Regions from separate parts of the Sus scrofa genome. Here region 2 is linked to region 1. The links are chromatin contacts, called in public Hi-C maps. All regions are on one chromosome and are shown on one strand. The core of a region is the stretch at or near the end of the contact, and the rest is flanking DNA. Distances in the headings are between cores, read along the strand shown. Region 1 holds the start of TMEM134 (transmembrane protein 134). Region 2 holds the start of PPP1CA (protein phosphatase 1 catalytic subunit alpha).

Region 1 (2,775 bases), core at 128-2,627:
TTCTGAGTGTGGCAGATCCAGTAATAAGACAGTGTAAAATCAGCTAATTTTGGAGTTCCCGTTGTGGTTCAGTAGGTTAAGAACCCGACTAGTATCCATGAGAATATGGGTTATATCCCTGGCCTGCCTCAGTGGGTTAGGGACCCAGTATTGCTGCAACCTATGGTGTAGGTCACAGATGCAGCTGGATTCAGCGTTGCTGTGGCCGTGGTATAGCCTGGCAGCTGCGGCTCTGATTCCACTCCTAGCCTGGGAACTTCCATATGCCACAGGTACAGCCCTAAAAACAAAAATAAAATAAATTTCTGGTAAGTGCTGTGTGATATGAAGTTGACTTTATTTACTTTTTTGTCTTTTTAGGGTTGTACCCACAGCATGTGGAAGTTCCCAAGCTAGGGGTCAAACTGGAGCTGTAGCTGCCGGCCACAGCCACAGCCACAGCCACACCAGTCCCAGTCACATATGCGAGCTACACCACAGCTCACCAGGTCCTTAACCCACTAAGTGAGGCCAGGGATTGAACCTGAGTCCTCATGGCTACTAGTCCGTTTAACTGCTGAACCACAAAGGGAACTCCGTGAAACTGACTTTATTTTTGCTTTTTAGGGCCACACCCAGGGTATATGGAGGTTCCCAGGCTAGGGGTCGAATCTGAGCTGTAACTGCTAGCCTATGCCACAGTCACAGCCACACCAGATCCAACCTGCGTCTGCAACCTACACCACAGATCACGGCAACACTGGATCCTTAAACCACTGAGCGATGCCAGGGAGCGAACTTCAACCTCATGGTTCCTAGTCGGCTTCCTTTCCTCTGTGCCACAATGGGACCTCCAAGAGTTCAGATACTATTCTAACCACAGTGAAAAACCAAGGGATGGTTTTATGCAGAGGAGTGACTTGGCAGCATGCTTTAAAAAATAAAAAAAAAAAGTTTTATTTAAGACTAACTAAGGATCCATTATGTCTAAAAGAGCACTTTAGCTGCTGCTGCGTGGAAACTATATTGGAGGAGAGTACAAGCTACATCTGTACGGCGGCGAGAATCATCCCCGGAGCAGGGCCATGGTGAGTAAGTGTGGGGGAACCGTTCCTAAGAGTCGCCTTGGCACTCGAGGAGCGAGCTGGGATGCGGAAGGCTGGAGCGTAGCAGCCCATCCAAGCCCCGCGTACAGGCCCAGGATTGCGTCCGAGCCGTATCCTCGGTCGCTCGCCTAGGCGGCCGCTGGGCGGCGCCGCGAGTCCAGCTCGAGTCCAGTCCGGACGAGAGGCAGCCCTGCGCACTAGTCAGCTCGGCGCTCGGCAGCTCTAGCCTGCCGAGGGCGGGGCCGTTATGGAAGGGCGGGGCCTCGGCCAGGGCGCCGGACCGTCGGGCAACCTAGACGACAGCACGGGGCGGGGTCTGCGCGCGGGGGCGGGGCCTGGGCGACGCGGGGCCGGCGGGAGCAGATGGCGACGGCGCTGGGCGCCTGAGCGGGCTGGGGCCATGAGCGCCGCCCGGCCCCAGTTCTGCATCGATGACGCCTTCGAACTGTCCCTGGAGGACGCGGGCCCCGGCCCCGAGTCCGGCGGAGTCGCCCGCTTCGGGCCGCTGCACTTCGAGCGCCGGGCCCGGTTCGAGGTGGCCGAGGAGGACAAGCAGTCCCGCCTGCGCTACCAGGTGAAGGGCCCGGCCCACCTCACCCCACACCTGGGTCTGGGCGGACCCCAGGCCGGCCCCCGGAGAATCCCAACTCGGGAGGATCTGATTAGAGGCCTCAGCCGGAGTGGGAGATCGCCTCCCGGACGTGGCCACTGATCCAGATCCCTGCCCAAACTTTCGTAGCTATGATTTCAGTGCCCGGCCACCACTGGAGAGCCCAGAACTCAGATTCGGGAGCTGATACCCCACCCCGAGCTAGAGATCCCATCCTGGATGCCCCACCGATCCTGGGTACTGACGCTCCCTCCCCTTACCCTACAGGACTGGAAGCTCTTCTGTACCAGAACCAAACCTTGTCTATACTCAGGAGCAGTCCCCTGAGCCCCAGGCCAGATAATCTAGGGAGCCAGCACCCCCTCTTCTGTTCTGAAAGTCCCCGTGCCTTCCTCTCCTCCAGAGCCGAGGCCCCCACTCACATGATGAGTCCTGGCGGATGCCTTGCCTCCCGCTAAACTGGAAATGCCCGTTTTCCCAGAGACTCTCCACCAGCTCTAGAATGCTTTTCTTGGAAACCTGGACCAGATTGCTGTGCCACAAATCTGGAAACTTTTGGCTTGTCCTGCCCTGGCACCCCACATCCAGAGCAGCCATACTGCACCCCTGAAATACCATCCTGACATCTCCACCGTGACTCACAAGCTTGGGAGATCACTGGGCCCTGGGACCCATGCTGGGAGCCCTCCACCAGCCCCTGCGGGCTCCTCCCTGCCAAACCCCCAGCACCCACCTGCTACCAGGGTTTCAGTTTCTGTGAATCATCAAACCCGTTGTTCTTCTCTGGGGAGGGCAGGGCGGAGGGAGTAGCTGTCAAGCGGCCAGGCAAACAGCTGTGTGGGCTGGCTTCCTTCTTCACCAGAGGGGTGTGAGGAAAGGCCTGAACCTCGTAACCCCACTGGGCCCTGTGTTCTGAAATAGAACCTGGAGAACGATGAGGATGGAGCCCAAGCCTCTCCGGAGCCGGATGGGGGAGTCAGCACCAGGTCAGGGCCAGGTGGGGACCCACCCCGAACTCCTAGCCCAGGCCCCTGGCCCCCGCTCAGTCCTCTTCCTTACCTTACTCAGCTCTCATATCCT
Region 2 (2,775 bases), core at 118-2,617, 63 kb after region 1:
CCAGGCTAGGAGTCTAATCGGAGCTCTAGCCCCCAGCCTACGCCATAGCCACAGCAACGCCAGATCTGAGCTGTGTCTGTGACCAACACCACCGCTCACGGCAGCGCCGGATCCTTAACCCACTGAGCAAAGCCAGGGATCAAACCCGCAACCTCATGATTCCTAGTTGGATTCATTTCCGCTGCGCCACAATGGGAACTCTGAGAATTACGGTTTATTGAATGTTTGCTCTTCACGAAATAACATTTTTCACATGCGCACAATGTAGCTTAATTATGCTACTCAAAAGGCAATGATAAAACATAAAAAAAAAAAAAAAAAAACAGGGAGTTCCCCATCGTGGTACAGTGGAAACGAATCGGACTAGGAACCATGGAGTTTCAGGTTTGATCCCTGGCCTCGCTCAGTGGGTTAAGGATCTGGTGTTGCTATGGCTGTGGTGTAGGCTGGCAGCTGTAGCTCTGATTGGACTCCTGGCCTGGGAACCTCCATATGCCGTGGGTGTGGTCCTAAAAAGGACAAAAAGACAATAAATAAATAAATACATAGATAGGAGTTCTTTCTGTGGTGCAGCGGATTAGTGGTATGGCTTGTCTCTGTAGAGGCGCTGGTTCAGCATTGCTGCATCTGTGGCATAGGTCGCAGCTCCAGCCTGGATTCAGTCCCTGGCCCAGGAACTTCCACGTGCAGCTGAGAAAGAAAAAAAAAATTAACCGCTAATTCAGCTTGCATCACAGGCACTGTGGACCAAAATGGGCTTGGAGTTTAGTGACAGGTTTCTAGGTCTGGTCAGTCACCTGGGGGCCACAGAGACTCCGGAGGTAGAGGCCCTTGAATTAGGTCCAGGTCTTGGACCAACCCTTTGCTATCTCTGTGCACTTCAAGGACTTGATCGGCAGTATTTGGGGAGACCCAATGAGTTACCGATGAGCTCACACCAACTTCCCGCCCAGGGCGGAGGTGAGAAGGACTGCGTAGCCCTTAAAAGAGAAAAACAACTTCCACAGCACTTCCTGTCCCATATTCTCTGGAAAGGGGTGGCCAACTTCTCATAGGCAGAACTAGACTCGACCTCGCCCCTCGAAGCCCCGCCCACCAAGAGGCTCCGCCCCAGAGATGGGCGTTCCGTCCGAGTCCCGCCCCGTGACTGAGGCCCCGCCCCCCGGGCCGCTTGGGCCTCTGCGCCCGGCGTCCGGCGGAGGCGCTAGAGCGCTGGGGCAGCGGACGGGGCGGGGCGGGGCGGGGCGACGAGGGGCGGAGCGGGCGGCCGAGGAGGCGGGGCGGCGGGCCGGGGCGGGCCGGGCCGGGCCGGGCGGAAGGAGAGCCAGGCCGGAAGGAGGCAGCGGGAGGGTGGGAGGCAGGAGCGGGCCCGGAGCTGCTGGGCCAGAGCGGCGGCGCCGCCATGTCCGACAGCGAGAAGCTCAACCTGGACTCTATCATCGGGCGCCTGCTGGAAGGTTGGCCGGGGCGGGGGAGGTGGGCGCCCGCCGCGCCCTGGCCCCCTTCCCGGCCCGGAAGTGGCGCGCGGGTGGACCTGCCCCTCCCAGGGCCAGCTTAGACTGGGCGGGGACGGGCCGCGAGGTCCCGTGGCCGTGGCTCTCCCCGCCAAATCGCGGCGCGCCTGGAGGTCTGGGGTTGTTCCCCGCGCTGGAACAGGGCCGGGGCGCATGGGTCGGCCTGGGCTCTTGGGGTGAGGGAGAAACCCGAGAAGCCTAGCCACCCGGGAAGGGGTCCTGCGCTATCAGGCTTTGGGTGGTAGGGCCCCTGCGCACAGCAGTCCCCTCCCAAGTGCCTTGAGGGTAGTTGGGGTCCGGTCCCAGGAGGCTCAGCAGCAACAGCTGCCTCTGGGCAAGGAGGGGCCCAGGCGCCCCAGAAGTGCTCATGAGGGCCTGTGTGTCACCCACCCTCTCCTAGTCTCAGGGACCAGGGTCCTGACGCTCCTTCCACCCTCAGTGCAGGGCTCGCGGCCTGGAAAGAATGTACAGCTGACAGAGAACGAGATCCGTGGTCTGTGCCTCAAATCCCGGGAGATTTTCCTGAGCCAGCCCATCCTTCTGGAGCTGGAGGCACCCCTCAAGATCTGCGGTGAGCCCCCTGCCCAGCCCCTTTGCTTCCTGGAAGTGGTTTTGGCCCCTCTAAAGTCCCTGGATCCCAGCCTTATCCCTGGGTTCAGGTTTAGACTGAACCTAGACCTGACCTGGTTCCCTGGGTCCCAGGTGACATCCACGGCCAGTACTATGACCTTCTGCGGCTGTTCGAGTACGGCGGCTTCCCTCCAGAGAGCAACTACCTGTTCCTGGGGGACTACGTGGACCGGGGCAAGCAGTCTTTGGAGACCATCTGCCTGCTGCTGGCCTATAAGATCAAGTACCCGGAGAACTTCTTCCTGCTCCGTGGGAACCACGAGTGTGCCAGCATCAACCGCATCTATGGCTTCTACGATGAGTGTAAGTGCCATGGGTGTCTGGGGCTGCCCGGGTCCTAAAGGGCTCTCCTGGCCATTCAGAGGGACCCTCGAGTTGGCCTGGCAGCTGGGGTATCAGTGTCTGACAAATACCTGCTAGACTGAGCTCCGTGAAGGCAGGGCCGGGCCAGGCCAGTTCAGGTCTCTCCACCTGCCCTCCTGGCATGGGTCCTGGCACTCAGGAGGGATCTGGTGAATGGGTGCTGGCTGCAGGGCTGCCCGTATTCTAATAAGGGCCTTGCCCAGTGACACTCCCCTCCAGCGCATCCGTTACTTAAGCACTTAGGCTGCCTGTCTGGACTGGACTCTGT

Evidence for each region. Hi-C and Micro-C count contacts between places; a contact is called where the count stands out from the background.
Region 2: a contact with region 1 is called in a Hi-C map of subcutaneous adipose tissue, with 2.5 times the contacts expected there. The contact joins the promoter of PPP1CA here to the promoter of TMEM134 in region 1. A contact is called at or near these places in 2 of 5 promoter capture datasets (liver and skeletal muscle), 29 of 47 Hi-C or Micro-C datasets (adipose tissue, alveolar macrophages, blood and 13 more) and 2 of 2 datasets of contacts at active chromatin or transcription factors (alveolar macrophages and skeletal muscle).

Annotation. Positions count from the first base shown.
Region 1 is chr2:5,055,876-5,058,650 of Sscrofa11.1, forward strand. TMEM134 (transmembrane protein 134) reads left to right here and starts at 1,378. Exons shown (of 7, transcript XM_021082746.1): 1 at 1,378-1,659; 2 at 2,617-2,681. The coding sequence starts at 1,486.
Region 2 is chr2:5,118,835-5,121,609 of Sscrofa11.1, forward strand. PPP1CA (protein phosphatase 1 catalytic subunit alpha) reads left to right here and starts at 1,368. Exons shown (of 7, transcript NM_001044559.1): 1 at 1,368-1,457; 2 at 1,954-2,085; 3 at 2,217-2,447. The coding sequence starts at 1,403.